Linked DNA regions of Mus musculus: region 2 is linked to region 1. A link is a contact called in public HiChIP or PLAC-seq data. All regions are on one chromosome and are shown on one strand. Each heading gives the region's core, a stretch centred on a gene start, on an enhancer-like site or on the middle of the called end of the contact. The rest is flanking DNA. Distances are from core to core; before and after follow the strand shown. Region 1 holds the start of Lclat1 (lysocardiolipin acyltransferase 1). Region 2 holds the start of Galnt14 (polypeptide N-acetylgalactosaminyltransferase 14).

What was found. HiChIP or PLAC-seq counts read pairs in DNA pulled down with a chosen protein or histone mark.
Region 2: an H3K27ac HiChIP or PLAC-seq map of embryonic stem cells shows a contact between it and region 1, with 2.6 times the contacts expected there. The contact joins the promoter of Galnt14 here to the promoter of Lclat1 in region 1. A contact is called at or near these places in 3 of 39 promoter capture datasets (the C10 cell line, hippocampal neurons and pre-B cells), 1 of 484 Hi-C or Micro-C datasets (embryonic stem cells) and 3 of 115 datasets of contacts at active chromatin or transcription factors (astrocytes, embryonic stem cells and large pre-B cells).

The regions. Positions count from the first base shown.
Region 1 is chr17:73,105,791-73,110,007 of GRCm38.p6, reverse strand. It overlaps Lclat1 (lysocardiolipin acyltransferase 1), which reads right to left and starts at 2,023. Exons shown (of 6, transcript NM_001177967.1): 1 at 1,852-2,023.
Region 2 is chr17:73,708,468-73,712,650 of GRCm38.p6, reverse strand. It overlaps Galnt14 (polypeptide N-acetylgalactosaminyltransferase 14), which reads left to right and starts at 2,200. Exons shown (of 15, transcript NM_027864.2): 1 at 2,200-2,720. The coding sequence starts at 2,592.

The DNA of each region.
Region 1 (4,217 bases), core at 774-3,273:
ATGTATCAAAAGATGGCCTAGTCGGCCATCACTGGAAAGAGAGGCCCATTGGACACACAAACTTTATATACCCCAGTACAGGGGAACACCAAGGCCAAAAAAATGGGAATGGGTGGGTAGGGAAGTGGGGGGGGAGTAGGGGGGACTTTTGGGATAGCATTGGAAATGTAATTGAGGAAAATACATAATAATAAAAAAGAAAGAAAGAAAGAAGAAGAAGCAGAAGCAGCAGCCACCTAGTTACCACTACATATAACCTCAATCCTAGGCCAAACTGACTCTATCTCCCCAGATTCAGTTTGAAAGAGTCCCTCCTAACGTATGCAGGAGCCAACCTCTTTAGACCTGGTGGGAACATTTGCTCAAATTAAAGCCACGTGGAAACCACAGTGCAAGATACTCGGGGCACCCCTGAGACAGAAGCTATTAGGACTGAAGCTAAGTGCTCTGTGTCTTTTCAATTCCTTTACTAAATCAAAAACACCTAAGTCTAAGGCCTGGCGTGATAGCTCAATGGTTTAAAGCACTTACTCCTCTTTTAAGGGAGCAGGGTTGGGTTCCCCACACCCACATTAGGTGACTCAAAAACCATCTGAAACTCCAGCTCCAGTGTCACCACACTGTGTGGTGAATATAAACTCATGCAGCCTCGCATACACAAATACAAATTTTTTAATACATGAATTTTGCAAAGTCTTTCATCAAAATAGTATTTTAAAAAGTAGCCCATCCAACTCTTTAAACTTTTTGTGACAGGGGGTTTCTTTCCCGAAACACGTGATGGGTATGAATGGGAAGCATTTTATCTTGGTAAGGCCTTCACCAATTTCTTTTTCAATACTTTCCTTGGACTTAACTGAATGTAAAACTCAGCTCTGTCTACATCCAATCAGAGGCGACTAAGCCTTCAGGCAAGAACCAGGAAACAAAACAGCTCCACAACCACAAAGAAACACCTTATGCCTTGTCTTTATTGCTTCTGGTCAAACATAATCTTAGATGTTAAGATACAACTTGAGAAGCCGGGCGTGGTGGAGCACGCCTTTAATCACAGCATTTCGGAGGCAGAGGCAGATTTCTGAGTTTGAGGCCAGCCTGGTCTACATAGTGATACAAAGTGACAGCCAGGACTATACAGAGAAACACTGTCTCGAAAAAAAAAACAAAAACAAAAACAAACAAAAAAAGAACAACAAAAAAGATACAACCTGAGAGACCAAACCTGCCAGGTGGGCGTGGTGAAGCACGCCTGTTATCGCACCAATACAAGGGCAGAGGCAAGGACCATGAGAGGCCAGCCCTTAGCTAGAGCGAATGCCAATAAAAAGGAAAATTGGACTCGAAGTCAGCCTTCAATGTGGCCTATCGTTCTTTCTGTGGCACTGCCACCTAGACCTAGGGCACACCTCTGTCACCTGCAAGAAACAAACTGCTTGAACCCTGAAAAACTCTCTTGTGGGCCGTTCACGTGGCGACCCCTGGAAAGCCTTGTGCTCCTGGAATCTGGACCCTGACACACCGTAGGCGGTGTAGGGGGACCCGGCAGCTCCCGGGTTTCACCGAGGTGTGGTGTGGACAGGAAGGTGAGCACAGAAGGGGCACCCGACGCTCCTCGCCCCCGCATCCTGATCAGCTCTGGAGGCTTCGGCCTCCCTCCCAAGAGCCGATCGCCCTAAGCCCTCCACCCAATTCCCGCCAGTGTCCGTCCCCCAGGGCCCACCCGAGGAGGCCTGCTCCGGGGAAAAGCCGCCGAGCCGCAGCTCTCCATCCGCCCACTCGGGAAAAAAAAATCCCTTGGCTGCCGCCATGTTCCCGCGCCGAAGCCCACACCTGACACCGCGGGCCGCGCACCTGGGACACACCGGGGGAAACGCGCGACGTCGCGGGGACACTGGGGCGAGACAGCGACTCCACGGGGGTCACAACCTGGGAGAAGAACCCGCCGCTAATTCATCCCGAAGCGGGGAGGCGTCGAGCCCCGTCGCCTTAGTAATGCGTCCCTCCGGGCTCCACCCTGATTGGCTCCTGGCGCAGTGACGCAAGGCGTCTCCGGCTGCGTGGGAAGCCCTTGAACCGGGCGCTCCGCCCCTGCTCCGCAGTGGGGAGAGACCCCGGGCGTCGTCTAAGCTCCTTTAAAGGAACCGCGCCCCAGATCAGTGTGGCCAGGCGCAGATGCCTGCCAAAGCTGGTAGGGGTAGAGGAGCAAGAAACCAAAAATGAGAACTCAAGCGGTGGTCTCCGGGGAATCTAGTGGTTGCGTAGGGGGATGGCAAAGCTAGAGCACTCATTTGCAAGCCTAACGTTTACGTCAGGAATCAAAGGGCAATTTAGTATCCAGCCAATTCTAGAGCCTGAGTTTCTGCTGGCACAAAACTCAAGACACCTTCAACGCCTGAGGTTACCTCATGGAAAATAAATCGGAGGCAATCATTTACAACTCTTACTTTCTTGCCTCATGTAAAGAGCAAATGATCACGCAGTCAGTTCTAGAGCCAGGTTCCTGATGGTGTAAAACTAAACGCACCTTCATTCAACCCCTAAAGTTGCAGGATGGAAAACGCAGAGACACTAAATGACAAGCGTTATTTTCTTGCCCCAAGTCAAAAAGCAACTCCAGGTTCTGTGGTGCGCAACTGTTGCTAATTCGCAGTGTTTGCTCAAGTCTCAACGTTTCCTCTTCTGGATGGCCCAATCAGTTTTTATGTTGCTGTCGGGTTTTTGTCGTTGTTGTTGTTGTTGTTTGGTTTTTTGGGTTTTTTTTTTTTTTCTGTTTGTTGGTTTTTTTGGTTTTTTTTTTTTTTTCTGTTTGTTGGTTTTTTGGGTTTTTTTTTTTTTTTTTAAGTTTGGTTTGGTTTGGTTTGGTTTTGTAGGACACTCTTTTGGAAAGGTCTTTGTGCCTTTCTACAGTGTTGGATCTGGCTCCAAACCTACCAGACTAAGCACCTGGATGCTAGAGACTGGTTAATTTAACCTCTTTGCGTTTCCCCTGCACAATACCTTCTTGCTGACTTTTAACAGATAATAGACATCTTTAAAAATATGAAATGTCCACACATAGCCGACAGAGCCTTTCAACAGCTTTTCATTTATGTTTATTCATTTAATCTGTTTATTTAACATGAAACAGAGAGAAATGAATTTTTAAGTTCAGGGTAGCCTTGTGTGGTAGTACATGCCTGTAGTCCCAGCAGTCCCCATAACAGAGCCAGGAGACTGCCTCTGCAAGACTCTAAATTTTAAAAAACAAATGCAAGGTGCCTTCGCGCTCAGAGCCAGCGTTACCTCTCCTTTACCTTTATTCAATACTTAAGTGTTTGAGATGTGCCACAATTGTATTAGAAAACAGAAAATACAACGAAGGAAAAAAAGCAGCACAAAAATGCAGTTATCCCTCAGAGGTTGAACGGACCTCACTTTTGTCTCTAAACTCAAGAGTTCTGGGAAAATCTTAGGAATTTTAAGGCTTGTCATTGTTTTGAACTTAACATGGGGATCCCCCAGAACCTCTCAAGAATGCACCGCTGTGAGTTCTCTGAGGATTTAAAGAGTCTATACATAGCCTTCCCTCTACTAGAGATTCCTCTTTTGTTCTAATGGATTAAAGGAGAGTAGTGAAGAAAGATGGATACCCGAGACTCCAGGATAGCCCCCTCAACTTAGATCCTTTAACCAACATTTCTCAACATAAAAATAAATCAGAGTACTTTTCTTTCCCCAGTCTGTAGTTATTTAAGACACAAAAAAGGGGGGGGGGGCTAGGCAGTGGTGGCTCACAACTTTAATTCCAGAATTGGAGAGGCAGAAACAGGCAGATCTCTGTGAGTTCCAAGCCAGCCTGATCTATAGCATATAAGAGACTTTGGAAAAGGACTGAAGAAGAAGAAACGTGGGTCCTCATGTACAGCAGTCTCTCCTTCAGTCCTTGCAGCCTAAGAGTCCTCTCAGGTCTTGAAATTGAGCAGCAGATTAGAATTTTCTACTGGGGTGACGTCTGAACCCACTTTTTCACTTATCGCTCATCAGCTCAGACTATATATTATACAGTACCATTATCGTCTGCCCACATACCCCCTGCCTAAAGAAAAGGATGCTATGTTCCATCAGCCATCTTCAGAAGGTCAGGTCAAGATCCCTGGATGCCACTTCAACCTTGCCATCCATTATGGTAATTAGATTGTCACTGCTTCTCAGAACTGTCTCGGCTCCTCTGGCATCTT
Region 2 (4,183 bases), core at 951-3,450, 600 kb before region 1:
TGCCATGCCCCTAACTCCGTTATTAAAAGAACTTTGACTATCTGCCCAAGCTTGGAGAACTCTAAGATACACTGGAGTGAGACCTACCATGCTGGGACCTGCCTGGAGATTTTTTTTCTGGCTTCCAAAACTTAGAAGACTCACCTGTAGTGTCCTCCCATTTGTAATGGCACTTACTGGCCTAAAAGCCTAGACCAACATATTCTATAGTTGGGTCGGTTAATTGCACTTAGCAAAATCGGAGCCTTTAGAAATCTTTCAAGGCCCAGGGACTCTTCCCCATGTGAGAGGAGGACAAAATAGTGATTCAAGAGCAAGAGCTTTAGAAGAATATCTTTGTTCTTCCCAGTGTTACGTACTCTCCCGCGGAGCTGTTTCACCCCAGGGCCTTGGTTTCCCCGTATGCCAGTCTGAGTGAAGCAGGCGTGTGAGGCTGCACCATCTCAGGAGCTTGGCGGTGGTGTTGTGTAACTGTCTGCCATCTGTTACTCAGAAACAGCCCCACAAAGCGCTGAGCAATGGACTCCGCTGCTGCAGCTCCTGCCTGGCGCTCATCAGCGAGTCTACAGCTTGCTCGGGAGGTTCTCGGCAGAGCTGACACAGAACACTTTGCAGGCCCAGGACTGGGACTCTAGGGTGAGGCTCTTGGAAGAGATCCAGAGAGCTCAGAAAGCTGCGGGAGTAGGTGCTCTTGCCACTCGCCAATGCTCCTTGGACAGTTATTCACCGAGGCCTTTGCCTGCTTAAACAACATCTGGAGAGAGTGGACCCAACCTTTCAGAGGCTACGGGTCCAATAGAGACAAGTGTGAGATGCCAGCAGGGCTCTGGGGGCTGACAAGCCTTTTCTGGCTGATTGATTTCCAACCTCAAATTTCTTACCTACATCTCCGCTCCAGAGCCTTTGCCTTATGGCCGAAAGACAAGGTATCAAACACCGGAGCTGTTGGGGGGTGGGGGACACCTCTGTTTCTGAGCAAGTGTCTGGAGGGCTCCATGGCACTGGAGGAGGAATTCTGGAGAACTGACTGGTACCTTTCTCACCTGCAGTCGAGTGTGGGTGCTACCCCTATACTAAGCTCCAGTCTGTGAGTGAAGACAGCAGGGAGCATGCCGCTGGGCCACTCGGTGTCATTCTCACTTGGAGAAACTTGGAGCATCCCTGTAACTAAAACAAGGACTCCAGTGGCCAGGGCTCTGCAGACTTCGCAAAAACTTCCACCTTTTCTCTCTGAACTCTGAGGTAACGCAGCATTCACATCTGAAGATGAGGCACAGTCTTAAGACTTAAGGAAGGGAGAGGCTGACGCTGTGATTTGCCCTGTTGGTTGGGTAGGCTAGGCTAGAAACCACACCTCCCTATTCTAGAGATATGGTTAGAAATTCATCCAGCCCACCTGAGGCCTGTATGGAAACTGGAGTCAGAACTGTTCCTGTCTCTAAATCCAAGTGACTTTAGTCTGTAGCTGGAAGATGTATTCCTTAAAGGCAACTGGGAAAGGGATTTGGGGAGCTACTCCCACACACCCCAGGGCCACCTTTCACAAAACTTCCGGTGGTTGTGCTAACATTAGACCCTTTTTTTCTGGCAAGCCCCAGAAAAAGGGCTTATTTTTACAAGGAGAAAAAAAAAATCCTCAGGGATTTACTTTTGCCTTAATTTTTAAAAGGACATCTTTCGAGTTAAATTTAGACCAGCTCAGTTTTCCATTAAGAGAAAGTTGCCAGGCACCTACCTGCTCAAAGGCAAAGAATACCCTGGGGAGATGGCTGAACTCGACCTTGGCCCTGAAATGGTCAAGTCTGAACTTGAGACAACATCTGGGTCAACCAACCCTACTATCCCAGTGATGGCTCCCGGCTAGCGAACCCTCCTGTGAGCACCATGTGCAGAGCCCCGCAGCAAACAGAAACTCCTCCCCGGTAGTGCCTCACCTGGCGCGGGCTAGTCCTTAAGTATCAGCTTGCTTGATACAAGTCAGTATCCTATAACCGGTCCCCGCCCAACCCCTCCCAGCACAACCCTAGCCCAGGATGGTCCCAGAGCTGCATCCAAGGTCCCTCAACCGCAGGGTGCTCCACGGTCGGCGGGAGGCGGTAGCGCCCCCGCTCAGAGCCCGGTTCGCTCCCGCCCCGCTCTCCCTCGGAGTCAGTCTGTCTGTCGGGCCCGCCCTCCCTCCGCGCTCCCTCCTCCTCGTGCTCCTCCGGGGGTGCCGGGCACAGCCTCGGATTCCACCTTCCCGGCTGCTCGAGTCAGTTTCCCTCGCGGCAGCAGCGGGCAAAGGCAGCCGCGGCGCACAGCAGCATCGCAGCGGCCGCCGCGGCTCTCCGTTTGGAGCGGGCGCCGGGCTGAGCTGCCCCTCGTCCCTGCCCGGCCGCGTCTCTAGTCTCCGGCGCCCCTCGCCGCTCCGTTCCCGGCTGTGGCTTCTCTCCGAAGCGGGCGGGGCAGGATCCCGCCATCCAACATCGGGATCCCAGGAGCAGCGTTTCTCCTAGAGCGAGGCGCTCGGCAGACTCGTGCCCCGCCACCCCTGACCGCCGGGGGGTGCCCCAGGGACGCGTCGCCACCAAGAGAAGCAGGCAGAGGGGACCATGCGGCGGCTGACTCGCCGCTTGGCGCTGCCCATCTTTGGGGTGCTCTGGATCACCGTACTGCTGTTCTTCTGGGTCACCAAGAGGAAGTTGGAGGTGCCGCTGGGACCCGAAGTGCAGACCCCCAAGGTATGCCGTTTCGTGGCGCACAGGGCACAGGGCACCGGGCACTGGCAGGTGGAAGGGTGCGTGGTCCACGCACTGGGATTGAGGGTTCAAATGCAGGGGTGTCGAGGTGCTGCGATGGGGAACAGGCGCGGGATGCGGCCATGGGGAGGTGCTTGTGGAATTTAAGAAGCTTGGGGCGTCTCCATATCTTTGGCGTGTGTAAGTGGCAGTGGGCGTGGGTGGTGGGCGCGCGCTCGCAGACAGAGCCGGGCTCCCAACTTAACTAGCAGTCCGGTGGCCAAGGGGGCGCTGCGGACTAGCTACTTTGGGACTGGCGGTCGGTGGGTGCCGCTGGAGGGTCACTGGAGGTTGCTGGGTGAGCGATGCTGGCACCCATGAGAAGTCTGGTGGATTTGCGGACTCCTTCCCTTTGCTGCCAGGCCCCAGAGGAGGAGACGATGACCCGGGTGCTGTGCGCACGTGAACAGCACTAGCGACCCCCCTGGAGGCCTCCCAGCCTTCCCTACCCACCTGGCCTGGCCTGGTGCCACCGGCTCTGTGAACTGTTCCCCAGTTCATTTGCTGCGTTGGAAGTTGAATGCGCTCAGGACAGCACGGAGGAGCCCATAAGAACAGAAACCTTCCTACTGGCAGGGAGTTGTGGAAATGGGAATCCAAGTGGCTTTCCCAACTCTTGTCCAGTCGGTGCAGCCCAGAGGAGTGGAAGGTTCCCCCTACTGGCTCTCTCTTGAGATTCAGAGCCCCTGTCTTTCTTTTCCACAGCCTTGACCAGGGGAAACAGAGCGAGGCTTCTGGGGATTTGCTGGCAGCTAAGCAACCTTTATGAGCCCAGGGCAATCTCTAGGAGTGGGAAAAGACCTTGGAGGAGCCTGTAGTCGGAAAGAGGAAGACATGAACATCTCTGTGTTAAGTAGGAGTGGATCTCACCGATAAGTACAGTAGGGAGGGCCTACTGTGTGCTAAGTGCATAGTTGGTGTTTTCTTCATAAGGAGTTGTTTAATATTGTTCTTATTTCATAGATGGGGAAACAGGCCAAGAGTCTTTAATTAACTCGTCTTAGATCGTTCTGGGTTTGAACTCAGACCTCCACAGAATTTTCCCACTTGGATCCCAATAGACTCTTCTTTTAACCAAAGTACATTTTAAACCAAAGTTTTGGAATCTTGCCAATATTAGTTGATCGAAATAAGCATTTAGTTTAGCACCCATGGAGCTAGGCTCGGTGCCATTGGATGCAGAGATGCAGGATTTTCTCCTTGGTGGAGGGTGGTCTGCTCATCAGTGGTCCAGGACACGCAGGATTGATAGTCAAGTGGGGTCACTGCACTGGGTGTCATGGGAGCCCGGCCACTGCTGGAGGAGGTACAATAGGTGAGTTGAGAAGGATGGATCAGTGGCCCGTAGGCAGAGCACATTCCAAATAGAGAATAAGCCAGCTTTGAAGGAACAAGACAGCATGAAG